Regions from separate parts of the Mus musculus genome. Here region 1 is linked to region 2. Evidence: chromatin contacts called from public promoter capture Hi-C data. All regions are on one chromosome and are shown on one strand. The core of a region is the stretch at or near the end of the contact, and the rest is flanking DNA. Distances in the headings are between cores, read along the strand shown.

Region 1 (6,638 bases), core at 2,428-4,927, 430 kb after region 2:
AGAGAAATAAAGAGTCATGGAGTTGGGTGGGTTGGGATGGTCTGGGGCGAGTTGAGGGAGAGAAATCTGTGATCAGAACATATTGTAAAGTTATTTTTGGGGGCTAGAAAGAGGGCCCAGTGGTTAAGAGCACTGGCTGCTCTTCCAGAGGTCCTGAGTTCAATTCCCAGCAACCACATGGCAGCTCACAACTATCTATAAGGGGATCTGATCCCTCTTCTGGTGTTTAGATAGATATATATGGCGATGGAGTATTCATATACATAAAATAAGTAAATCTTTAAAATAAGTTCTCATGTGCTTCTTTACATCTAATCCTCTCATCCCTAAAGAAGCTGCTTTGCTTTGCATTACTAAAGGTTTGTGTTGTCTGCAATTTTAAATAAATTGAGCATTCTTTTCACTCCTGATGGGCAAAGATGCTGTATAGAATGCTAAGTAGTTAAGGAAAGAAAGCAAACTGCCAAAATTCAACAAGGCTGCCCCACTCCCCCATCCTAGCAGGAACACTGCAACATCAGCTAAGGTAACCCAGTCCTTCTAGTGCATGAAGTAGTGTCTTATATAGCACTCATTTACATTTTCTGAATAAGACGATGTTGAACATGTTTTCTGAGTTAGAATTCACTGATCTTTTTAAATCAGATTCTAATCAAGTCATTCAAATCTTCTGTCAATCTTTTAAAATGGAACTTTTTCCTTATTAAATTCTGAAAGTTCTATATTTTCTGAATACAACCTTTGTATCAGATATATTTTCTTCCCATCTGAAAATTTTTTCATTGTTTAAGAATCTCTTTTGAAAAGTAGATTATTATTTCTGACCAAGTCCAATTTAGCCAGTTTTTCTATTATAGCTCCTTCATTATTTTATAGCTATTTCATTATTTTTAATTCAATATTTTTAATATTTTAATTAAGAGTATACTGCAGAGCTGCACTTTCTGCTCTGTGCTTATGTCAATCAGGTCGAGAACTGTGACTTTACATGTACTACCACCATCAGTGGTGATCACTGTGTGAGCTGTGGACTGATTCCTAGGGAGGATCCTGTGAGGAGCTAAGAGGACTGTCACAGACAGCTGGAGGGGACAAGGAGTTTACAGACACAGAAGCCAAGGAGGGAAAAAGTTTCCAGCATGGGAAGTTTAGGCTATCAACATACTTACGGAGACTAAGACACTAAAGGTTACTGAACTTGACGAGGCACACAGAAGGCAGACAGCAATGCATGGACACTAAGCAGGGGTCCTGATGCAAGAGTTCAAATCATGCTGCAGAAAATTTTAGCAGCAAAATTGAAGCAAAATGTGGCACTAAAGGTTCATGACCCCTGTCCTGAAAGCAAACTTAGGCCGAAAGACAGGCAAGCTGAGGTGCTGAAGCCAGGTGCACACAGGCAGAATGAGAACCCGGGGTGAACTGACATCATTTCCCACAAAGGAGAGATAGAAAGAACAGGGGAAGTTAGAGAAGAGACATTTGGGGACGTGAGCAGGGAAGTCCAATCTAGCCTTGCTCAACTTTTCTGGAAAAACTGAGAGGGAGGTCATCTGCTGAAACAAATTAAGAAGACTGGAGCTGCGGTGCTCAGGGAGAGAGGGCTCGGGGTTAGCACTGGGAGAAAGTGATGGGCCGAAGGCACTGGGTATACATTCTGGGATTATCGAGGAGCCTTGCAATCTGCACAAAGGGTCTATGCTTGGAAAGTTTACTACTTGCTGTGTTCTCTATCTTTGGCTGCCAGGCCTGCTTACCCTGCCCCCTTAAAGCTGCGAATGAATGAATGAAGTGGTTTCCTAAGCATACAGCACTAAAGGTGCCTCCTGGCAGTTTTACTTCTGCTCCCCCAGGGTTGTTTCAGAAGCACAACCTGTCTGCTACGTACAACAGGTTTCACTTCACACGTGAACAAATCGAGTCCTAGAGAATGGCTTGTCCGGAATGTTCAGGAGCAGGGCCTTGAATCTAGATTTTTTTCCTCATTTGAATTTCCAGTTAATTCTCTTACTGTATCATATTGCTTTCTCTTTATACATTCCCTGCAGGTCTTAGCTGAAAATGTGCCTCAGCCAATTCCTTCATAGCTTTGAGTCCTCCACGCATCCATGTCCTTTCTGAGCCATTGCCTGTGCTCTGCAGACGCAGTGTCCATAGGGATGCCCTCACCAGCATCTGAAGCTGCAGGCTCCGAAGATGCAGAAGAAGAGTTTGGTAAACATCAGGGTTCAGTTTGCGTACAGGAAAACAAACAAACAAGCAAACAAACCTCTCAAGCTGCAGCCATCGCTTGCCATTTAGGATAACTCGACCCGATTCTTTGTTTTCTCCTGAGATCTGTGGTAGGGGACAGGAATCTGGACAGCAGCAGTGTGAGGCTGAGAGGGAAGCGGCCGCTCAGTTCTTCCTTTACTACCCTCAGTTTCTTGTGAAGTCTGCCTAGCACGCCTCTTGCAGGGAAAGACTCAAGAGTGGCAGTAGCCTGACCATCTCCCATCCTCTCGCCATCTGAGGGTCCCAAATCCCAACTACACTGGAGTCTGAGCGTGTCTGCATAAACATCATCAGCCTATGATAAAATCTTCCAAGAAACCTACAGCTGGCACCTCTATTCTGTCAAGGGTGAAACTTTGTATTTTAGTGTTGGGCAACCAGGATAAAAACACACAATGACTGCCTAACCCCAATCTTGCTTATTTGTGCACACAACAGTTTTCTAATTCAGCTCCCCCCGACCTTGGGACAGTTATTTCACTACTGTAGACTGTGATGCAAATTAAGGCATTTCTATTCTTATTCCAAAGTCTGCTGCATAAAATAAGGGTATGCTTTACAAAGTCAGCTGACAGCCTGATTTCGAGGGTTCCCTGCAGCCAGTCCCTCTTCCCTAGCTTATCGCAGTGCTCCAATTCATCGGGAACAAATGTAACCTCTCACTTTTCAGAGTTATGAATCTCAAGAAGCAGAATGCTTTGCTGCCTGCTTAGGAAGTGAGTCTAAAAAGCTGACTCAACTTGGTTCTACAGAAGATCACTGAATTCTTAAACACATTAAAGTCGACAGAAACAGAACTGTAAAATTCCTACTATACATGGTATTTTGAAGGTACATCTTTCAGAAGTTAAACCATCTTGAAACAAACACTGTAGCAGAGTGCCACATGTTTCCTAGAGCTAAATAATACTGCAGAGCAGAAAAAACTGTGTAGAAATTATATTGATAGCTCCACTTTTATGCATGGAAGGAAAAAAAGTGAATACATTTAAGATGAAATTCCCCCCCTTTAGGGTCTTTTCTGTTATATTTAATCCACTTTCACACAGTTTTTCTTAATTACACTACAGCTGTCTGGTAAGGCACAACTGACCATTTCCATCATGAAAACAAACTGTAGCCCGCCATCTAAAGTTCTCGATTAAAAAGCCAATGTTTTTGTGAGCCCAGAGAGACGGGTGCAGCTGCTGCAGTTCCCGAGGCGGGCACCTCTACTCCATTCAGCTGTGAAGAATGGCAATGACTGTAAATTGTTCTTCCTGATCGGTTCCACAATAAAAACAAACCACACGACTTTCAATTTTTCAAAGCCAATTTTTTTAAGCCTCCAGTACGCTGGAAACAAGAGTTGTGTTCTTCTGACTCATGGCCTTTGATTTCTACATAAACGTCCCGGTATGCATGTAAAAACAGGTCCCTGCAGGATACTCACAGACTGTATATATTAACTTACCAGATGTACCAGCAGATAGAAACTCCATCAGCCTACCTTTTAAAGCAAGATACTATTTAACAGCTTAAACTGCCTGTGACTAAAGGATGACTGCACGGAACGTACTGTATGCAGGGAGACATTAGGTAGTCCATGAGAAACCTCAGCATGCTCACAAAGGGGACAGCAAGGGCTTGTGAACTGGTGCTTAGTGGGCTCCTTAAGAACCAGGATATAAAAATAAGGTTGAGGCATATATCTGCATTTTGCAACCAAATTGCCCGATATCTGACAGGTAAAGTGGTTAGAGGTCACATCTGTAAATTACTGTACACTGAGATGGCAGAACAATTTGTGTTTAAAAGCTTCTGTGTGTCCCAATTTATTTACTACAGTCAAAGAGTCGCTATGATTTAAGTTGGAAACTCCAAAGTATATTTTAATCACACATACACACACACACAGTAATTTAAACACTTTAGAGCTCATGCCTCTTTTAATTTATATAAATCATATATATTTACAAACATGAGATACTGTACAAATACATATACTGAGAAAACAAAGACTGTCATCTAAGTGTACAGTAATTTACAGATGTAAGTTCTAAGATCTCTTCGTACATGTGCATTGAGTAGGGACCCTGGGGCACCATTTCCTCCTCCTGAGCGTGGGGACCTTAAGTGGACCTAAGTGGACTGTGGCTACTATCAGCCACCCTCTCCATGGTCTGGATACGTTCCTTGCTTTAAAACCCTACCCTCAAGTCTATTTGTATGTCTGTCTCCCCCAATCCTCCCAGTGTGTGTGTCTGTGTGTGTGTGTGTGTGTGTGTGTGTGTGTGTGTGTGGTGTGTAAGGCTAAGGATGTAACCTCTTTCACTGGAAAAAGTGTGTGTGGCAGTGAAATGTAAATCTAACACGTGAGCACATGTATGACCTTTCACTTCAGCAGGAACACTGTTGCATGCGACAATCCCTTTCTCATACAAGACAATAATCTCCTGATTTAATAAACAGGTTTCCTGTGAAAACAACATCCTGTCTGCTAGAGTGATTGTACCTTTAACCATGCTGTCACCCAGCCCTCCATATGTCACCTACTAACAAATAACTTTTCCAGACTCTCATTTACAAAGTGTTTCTTTCCTGAAATGGTGGCTGTATATGCTTAGGCAAAGATGGTTCTTGTTAACTATGGGTCACTAATGATGGCAGTTGTAACTGAGACTTGGGAATAAGACAATGCAACAGATAGTTAAGGAATACATATAGTTTGGTCATAGTTTGTAGGAAGTTGGCTATGTAATTCTCAGAAAATCTTTAAAAACTGCCAAAGCTACACACAGAACACACATATATACTTTGTATTGGCCATATTTTTCTGTGGGTGTTTTTCAGGCTTCTTTGTGGTTCTTCTCCACTTTCCTGTTACTCTCTCTAGGGCTAGACTTTCTTACTCATCTCTAGGGGATCTTAGCCAAAACTGTAACTCAGAATATACCAACACAATTCTGACTATAAAAGCAATTGCTAAAGACAAACCTTTTCTTGGGTTACAAGGCCATCCATTCCAGCCTGCTGACTATTTACTTGGTCCACGTCTCCGTGGCAGTTAACCTTAGTGCTTTCCACAGTCCCTCCTTATCTCTCGGCAGAACTAGCCCTGCTTCTGTGCATGTTCACAATGGCAGTGAATCACCATGCACTGTGCTTTCTTTTCAGTTCATTAGCAGTCTCTCCCAAACCTGCCTCCTAGTCTCTATCACCTTCATTCGCTACCCCTATAATTGGTACCAAGTTTCAGTCTCTCTAGTCCCAGCTATATCTATTAGGCCAATTTCCTCACCCTCTTCTGATTTTATTTTGCGGCCATAAAGAACATGCTAAGTTATCATGGACATGCAACTTCCTTTATACAAATTTATTTCCATGTACCTCATCTGCTTTTCTTCATCTTCCTTTATTCTTTATGGAACAAAAGGGATATTCTACAATGAATGTCATTAGTTGCAGCCAACTTGCTAGTAGGTCAATAAGTTGCATACAAAGTCTGTACACTATAAACTATTGATTATGGAGAAGAGCCGACTAGACGAGGGGAGAAGAGAGCATAAGCTCATGGGAAGAAGTGGTGGTCCAGGGATGATATTGCAGAAAGCAAACCACACACAGGAGAACTGGGGAGATTCAACCCAGAGTACCCTTCTAATACATCTGGTGAGAATTTAGGAAATCTCTTCTAAAAGATCAGGGCGGAGGTTGTATCCATTTTCTTCACAGAGACAAAGGCTCTCACTGTTTCAGAAAGGCTATTCCACTGTTTCCTGAGGTACGGAAAAATGTAGTTTTGTAGCCAATGATAAATTTTCACTTAAATTTGCTAAACTTATTATAAGAGTACTAGGTAAACGAAACAGAAAATAAGTAAACAACTACGTAAACAGAATATAGGACCCAATCAAAATGAGTTCAAAGTCTCTTACCTTCTGAGATTGCAACCAAAAATAAAAATACATTTCTAAGAACAGCTTTATAGTAAGAGGGAAATTCATAATGAAAAAGAAGGTGTGGTGAGGGGAAGAGGCTGGTATTTATATATCTAATGGAATGTAGTGTCAAGCCATGAAAAGGCCCAGAAGTATACAGGAGTGAGAGGCGGTGGGTAGAGCCAGAGCCAGAATGCTCAGGTCTCATCACAGCCTCACTTCTTACACTGCTGCAACGCAGGGCGAGCTAGGTCTTTTCAGCACCTTCTTATAGAATATGCATAACAGCAGTGTCTACCTCAAAAGCTGCTTTGAGGATTAAAGTCATAAGGAAAAGCATTTAGCCCGAAGTATAAACTTCAGTGCTGTGAAGTGGTGCTGGCTGCTGAGGCCAGTGTGGCCTGGAGCTGCTTAGTGGGCTACAGAAGCCATGCCAGCCATGGA
Region 2 (6,692 bases), core at 3,846-6,345:
GCACTTTGTAGCCAAACACATTTTTATTGTGTGTATATTGTACACTCTGATTGATTATTCTTTTGTTTGATTTTTATTCTTTTGAATTGTTTTTATCTTTTATTTTGAAGTTACAGAAAAATGTGTAAGCTTCTACACAAACATATGTTTTCATATGTCTATGGGAAAGATCCAGAAATGGAGCTGCTGGGTCACATGGCAGATCTATAGTTAACAGTTTGAGAATTGCCAGACTATTTGATCAAACAGCTGCAGCATTTTCCTTCCCATTGAGAGTGTGGGGGTTCTGATTCCTTCACATCTCTGGATGGATTGGCTTGTGCATGATATCATCTTGCTAAGGATGGCAGACTAGAGAAGGATAACACTGATGCCTTAGTGAAGACTACTTCAAAGTTAGACTGTTATGATTAGTCTTCATTGGCAATTTAACTACACCCAGAATCTCCAGGAAGGTGTGCTTTTGGGTGTACCCTGACTGTGGTGATGTCAGGTAATGTCCCATTAACTGCAGTCCCAAGGCGGGGGTAGGGGGAAGGCAGGAAGAATACAGGAGTTAAGCACCAGCACTCATCTCTCTCTGTGAATGTAAGGACACAGAAGATAGTCATCCATTTTGCCAGATTATAGAAAAAGTGGCCTCTATTTCCATTCCCACTAGAGTCCTGTTCCATTTTGAAAGCTGACAATATGATAAGCCAACTCATCTTGCCGCTATTACGCCCCATCATATAATAAGAAAAATAACTAATACAGGAAAGAGCTACTAAGGATTAGGGCCATTGCTGCCACTCACCTGACCATGTCGTTATAGACCTTAGGAGCTTGCAGACAAATGTAAAAGAGTTTGGAGCTGCAGGCTAGAGAATTTCTAGGTCTGTAAACAGAGGCTAAAGACAATGGAAAATGTGGACAGTGGAAGACCAGTACCAAGAATTTTCAAAGTGGAACAGGACTTTACTAGGAACTGAAATAGAGACCACTCATTGCATAACGTGGCAAAGATTATGACTAAGTTGTTTGGCAGAGGAAATTTCAAGACAACATAGAATCCAGACTGTGCTGTGCTTAGTGCTTCCTACTCTTAGCTCTACAGTGAGAGAACAGAGAAATAAGAAATATGGTTGTTTGGCCAGGAAGAGTGTGGGAGAGTTTAAAGATGTGGAGAAAGTGGATACAAATAACTAAAGAGATTGGTGTCATTGAAGAGAAACTTCAGCCTCTTCACTGGGACAATAGAAAGGGTACCCTGAGAGTAGGACCCAACCCACAGAAAGCTCCAACTTCTAAACTACAAATTCATTTGAAAGGGGAGAGGTGAACCAAGAGTGTCACTGAACATGTTCCATGTTCAAAAAGTTAGAGAACTAGCCCCAGGCTCAGCCACCAGAGCACACAGAGACCTCTAACATCTTCAGTAAAGGGCTAAGTACAAGTTATATCCTGAGCTGTCGTAGGTCTTAGGAACTTCAACCGCATGGTGCTAGTTTTGCAAGTATAAAGAATATAAGAGTTATGGAGTCAAGGAAGCTTATATGAAGGTTCCAAGAAGTCATTGAGACCAGGCAATATGGTGCAGCACTGGAGTCCTTGCAAGGGTCCATTGAGCAGCCATTGTGTGGATCTGTGACAGCAAATTCTAAGTTGCCATGGAGTTCAGGCTGGATGAGATGCCAGGATTTGTGGGTAGGGAGGCATCCACAAAGGAGAGTATAAGAGTTGAGCTGGACCACTAGAGAAGCTCCATGCACTCCAGGTAGCAGACTGGAAGAGGTGGGGCTTCCCAAGTGTGTTGAGTCCCAGGTGATACCACCACAAGCCCATGGAACTGCTCAGCATGTCGGTCTTGCTTTAGTACAATATGTCCTTACCATCCATTCCTTTTAGAATGGGGATGTCTAGTCTGTGCCTTGGTGTGTTGGGAGTGTGTGGCTTGTTTTCTAATCTTTCAGGAGCTCAGAGTTAAAATGTTTCCTTAATTCTTTGAAGAAGACTTTGAAACAATGTTGGGACCATTAAGACTTGGCAACTGTTAAAGGTGACTAAATGCATTTTTCCATTAAGAGATTAACATGAACCCTCTAGGGCCCGGGTGGAATGTTATCATTAAAACTGATGTTTGGCGATGACACCATGGCATACACTAGCAAGCCTTTGTTGCAAGGACCGTGATATAGCTGTCCCTTGTGAGACTAGGCCGGGGCCTAGCAAACACAGAAGTGGATGCTCACAGTCAACTATTGGATGGATCACAGGGCTCCCAATGGAGGAGCTAGAGAAAGTATCCAAGGAGCTAAAGAGATCTGCAACCCTATCGGTGGAACAACATTATGAACTAACCAGTACCCCAGAGCTCTTGACTCTAGCTGCATATGTATCAAAAGATGACCTAGTCGGCCATCACTGGAAAGAGGGGCCCATTGGACACGCAAACTTTATATGCCCCAGTACAGGGGAATGCCAGGGCCAAAAAATGGGAATGGGTGGGTAGGGGAGTGGGGGGGGGGACTTTTGGGATAGCATTGGAAATGTAATTGAGGAAATACGTAATAAAAAAAAACTGATGTTTGGGCATCAAGTTGACAGGAGTAGACCTGTGACCAGTTAGTCACTAAGGAGACAGTCCTAGTTCTGTCTGTGAGGTTGAACTAATGGGGAAAGAATGACTCTAGGGGCTGGGATCCAAAAATCTCTCTCTCTCTCTCTCTCTCTCTCTCTCTCTCTCTCTCTCTCTCTCTCTCTCTCTCTCTCCCTTCCTGTGAGTCATATGACCAGCTGTTTCACATTCTTGCTGCCATGCCTTCCCTAGCCTGCTATACCTTACCCCATTAAACCACAAACTCTAGTAAACTTTTCTTCAAGTTGCTTTTCTCTTAAGTTACTATGTCACAGCAACAAGAAAAGTAGCTAATACTAAGGCCTAGCTCCCACTTTCTAAGGGAAGGAAACAGACTTTTGGAATTGGCCCACTGTTCTCTAGAATCCATGTTATCAATAGCCTCGAAAGGTCTCTAACCCTACAGTCCCATCAGCCACACCTCGAATCCAGAGGGAGTATTTCCTATGAAGAAGTTCATTGTTCTGTTCACCTCTGAATCTGCATTTTGATTCTAATTTCAGATCCCACCATCCAGTAACCATCCTTTTTTTGGTCCCAATTTTCACTGGCGCCTTGAACACGCTCTGCAAGATGAAGCAACAGATCACCTAGAAACTAATGGAAGTGTTGTAAAAAGAGAGAAATTTTTACTTTTTTATATTGATTTCTGTTATGTGGATGTTTTGCTTGCATGTATGTTTGTGTACTCTGGTGCCCATGCAGGTCAAAAGAAGGTGTTGGATCCCCTGGAACTAGAGCTATGGATGGCTACAAGCCCCCATGTGGGCACTGGGAATTGAAACCAGGTCCTCTGGAAGAGTAGCCAGTGATCTTAACTTGTGAGCCATCTCTCCAGTCCAGGAGGAGAGAATTTTTTTAGTGGAAAGGTAAAAGTACCCTGGGGTGATGTAGGATGAGCAGAACTATTTTCTTCCTCAAATCCTATCCTAAGCACTAGAACAAGGCTGGAGGTGAAGAAAAGTCACTTAAAGCTATGCATGGGAGGACATCCTATCATCTAACCATTCAGCATCCATCCCAGGCAGGAGGATCTCTGGTTCCAGTCCAACTTGGGCTACACAACTAGAACATGCCTCAAAAAAACAAATTAAATAAATGAATAAGACATCACTTAAGGTGTGCTCTTAAAGTCTCTGGGAGCTAGGGGGATTCTGTTCACACTGGCCAGACCCTGCTTTCATCCTGTGGGTTCTTCGATGGCAGGTACTGTCTTTGAAGGCTAAACTCAGCCTCTGTGACTGACAGGCTCTCAGACTTCTGGCCAAGGTGTCTGCCTTAGCCCTTAAATGGTTCTGTAAATCTACTTCTTTGTTCTTTCCAGAGCTTAGGTCCCAGTGAACTATGCTTCTAGGGGACACTTTCAACACATCAGACACTGGCTTTCTTATAAAAAAAAAAAAATGCATTTGCCTCAAAACCAATCTTTGATAAGTGAGTGGAATTCTTATATTTTCATGTAATTAATAAATTGCGACTGGTATGAAGACTGGTATGAGTCAAGGGAAATTTGGCCCTTCAGCGTACCTCTGATGTTAGAAGAAATTAGCATTTCTTTCTATGTTTGGACACTTTTCTTACTTTGCTTTCCTAGGGACCAAGCCCAGGGCTTTGTGCATGCTAGGTAAGTGTTCAGCCACTGAGTTATCCCTAACCATGCTTTAAACCCCACTCTCTCCTCAGGTTAAATCTTGGTTCAGACAACCCTAGGTTCAACCCTGGTTCTTCACTACTGAGCCATGCCAAGGCTATCAGATCCACCAGTCTTCCGTAGGGAACTCTGAGCTACGGTATCTTCACCCTTAAAACGGGGATAATTTTAACCACCATATTGGGCCATCAAAAAATTCAGTGTGAAGGACACAGTATTGGTTTGGCACCCAGGAAACAACCCTTTTATGTTAGCTGTGGATTTCTGGCTTGTTTGCATTATTACTAAGTAATTTTTCTTTCCACCTACTAGCTGTTCCTAGCAGTGATCATTCAACAAACTTCTCTATGACATCGAAGGAGGGGTGAGCCCAGTATCTCTATCAGTATAGACAGCATTGGGAACCATTATTTGATATCCCTCTCCTGTGATATGCAAGGTACTCCAGAAACTGAGGTTTGTGTTTTGTGACAAAGGATAAGAAGAGATGAAACACTGTCTAAAGTAAGTATAGGTGACTGATATGGCATATGGATATTAAAAAAAAGTGTGTAAATACATACCCAGCTGTTTTCTTAACACTGCCTTTTTAGCCTTTAAGCCCAAATTTGGACTCCAGATGCAAACCTACTTGTTTTGGCACTGACCTCACGAAATCTCCTGTCCATTCAAGTAACCAAACTCTATAAAGTAGCACGCACCCTTTACACAAACCGAGGAAGGAACTCTGAGGTGTTCTAGGCGTCAGCCACCTGTAGACAGGTCATTGTGACGCGAACGCTATGGACACGTGGAACACCTGCTAGGGAGCAGGGGCGGGGTCATCTCTGGCAGCAGGTCCAAACGCCAGATACCCTAGACATGGGGGTCACGGGAAAACCCCAGGGAGTAGAGAGAGGGACACTCGGTCCTCTCATCCTTGATCCGCCCCAAACCAGGTGAGACCACCGCCCTCCCCCACCAGGATCCCTGGGTCCTGCAGAGAGTGGCCGCTGTCCCCGCAGGAAGGGAGGCGGCGGGTTCTGGCGGAGGGGAGGGCGCCGGCTCGGGCCGCCGCGCTGCGCTGCGGCGCGCACCGGCTCCGCGTTGCTATTCCGGCTGGCGGCGGCCGCTGCAGGAAGGACCGCTTCCTGCGCTCCCCGCCCCTTCCCTCGCCAGTGCTGACGCTGACGTCGGCGCAGGGAGCTGGAGGGACGCTAGGATCTCCGCCGGGAGGCTCCTGGGGGCCGGAGCACCAAGGTACCTGCCCTCCAGGGCCGGGGCGGGGGCGGGCCGGGCGGGCTGCATGCTGCAGTGGGAGACGCCCGGGTGGCCGGGTGGTCGGGGGCGCCAAGCCAAGGCCGCCTCTACTGCCCTTTGCGGGCTACGGGTTCCAGGCGGGTCACCTCATCCACACACCCACCCCCCCATCGGGTGCGGGAGGAGCATCATCCTCTTCCCTCCCGCAGATCCTCCCTCGGGCCTGGATGTGTGGAGGATGCGCGCGCCCTAGGAGCGTGCGTCAGCCCCCAGGGAGCGGGAGGGAAACCAGAGAGCACCTGCGCCCATACCCAAGCCGGTGCTGGCCTACCCTTCCCTTCCTCCCAGGTCCCCTCTGGACTGGGATTTTCGTCTAGAGCTGACTTGTTGACAAGTTCACCTGCAGCGGTATCTGACGTTTACTTTTGCCGTTCCTCCTATGCTAGTCTTTGGCAGGGACTGCTAAGAGCCGATGGGTACCTTTTTTGTAATGACTGGTGCCAGGAGGCCTGTGGTTGGCCCCTGCGGGCTAGGAAGAGTCACTGAGCACGCCACGTTCTTGCAAACCCTGGCACGCGGGGTTTCTTTGGGTGCTGCGCTGCTGACTCCGCCTTTCCTGGCCCAGGCTTGATGCAGCTCCTGTTTCCTCTGAAAGTAATATCCTGTTATGCCAGTCTTTCTCCCAAGCGGCTCCCCCGTTAACCTTCACACTATCTTTTGACTTGTAGGGTTCCAAAGCCTCTGAACCACTCTTTGGAGCCTTTAACGTGCCATATCCGTGAATAACGTTTGGGGTCTTTTGGTGGGCATTAAGGTCTAGAAATGAGACTATATTCTCCATTTTTAGATAGCATTGAATCTAGCACAAGAAGGGTTTATCCATCAACCTGAGCAGCTGCTAACTAAACATTCCATGGACCTGGAAAAGACATCACCAGCTGGTTTGAAAATGGTTATGAATGGAGGAAGACACATGGAGTATTTGCTGACCATTATGGTTCTTTAAGCGATAACTTACTGCATGTGTGAGTGTTTATATCGGCAGTCTCTCAGATTGGCTCCCATGATCCTCTGGTTTAAATCTGACATCTTGACCGCTCAGAAGTTAGGGAATAAAATAGGACACGATTATGAAATTCACACTCCAAAATGTTTCTTACCCTTTGTTCAACACACACATACACA

The links. Promoter capture Hi-C pulls out the DNA fragments that hold promoters and counts their contacts.
Region 1: a contact with region 2 is called in a promoter capture Hi-C map of second pharyngeal arch cranial neural crest, with 2.6 times the contacts expected there. The contact joins the enhancer-like site here to the promoter of Ica1 in region 2. A contact is called at or near these places in 6 of 39 promoter capture datasets (the C10 cell line, the HPC-7 cell line, cranial neural crest and 3 more), 3 of 115 datasets of contacts at active chromatin or transcription factors (bone marrow-derived macrophages and embryonic stem cells) and 2 of 9 other capture datasets (adipose tissue and liver).

Annotation. Positions count from the first base shown.
Region 1 is chr6:8,349,815-8,356,452 of GRCm38.p6, reverse strand. The region is part of intron 2 of Umad1 (UMAP1-MVP12 associated (UMA) domain containing 1); the gene reads right to left. Among named protein-coding and RNA genes, the nearest start is that of Gm46952, 7.6 kb to the right of the region's middle. Within about 2 kb of position 3,677, at least 91 of the 459 cell types and tissues checked have an H3K27ac peak or open chromatin away from gene starts, as enhancers often do.
Region 2 is chr6:8,776,887-8,783,578 of GRCm38.p6, reverse strand. It overlaps Ica1 (islet cell autoantigen 1), which reads left to right and starts at 5,095. Exons shown (of 14, transcript NM_010492.3): 1 at 5,095-5,507.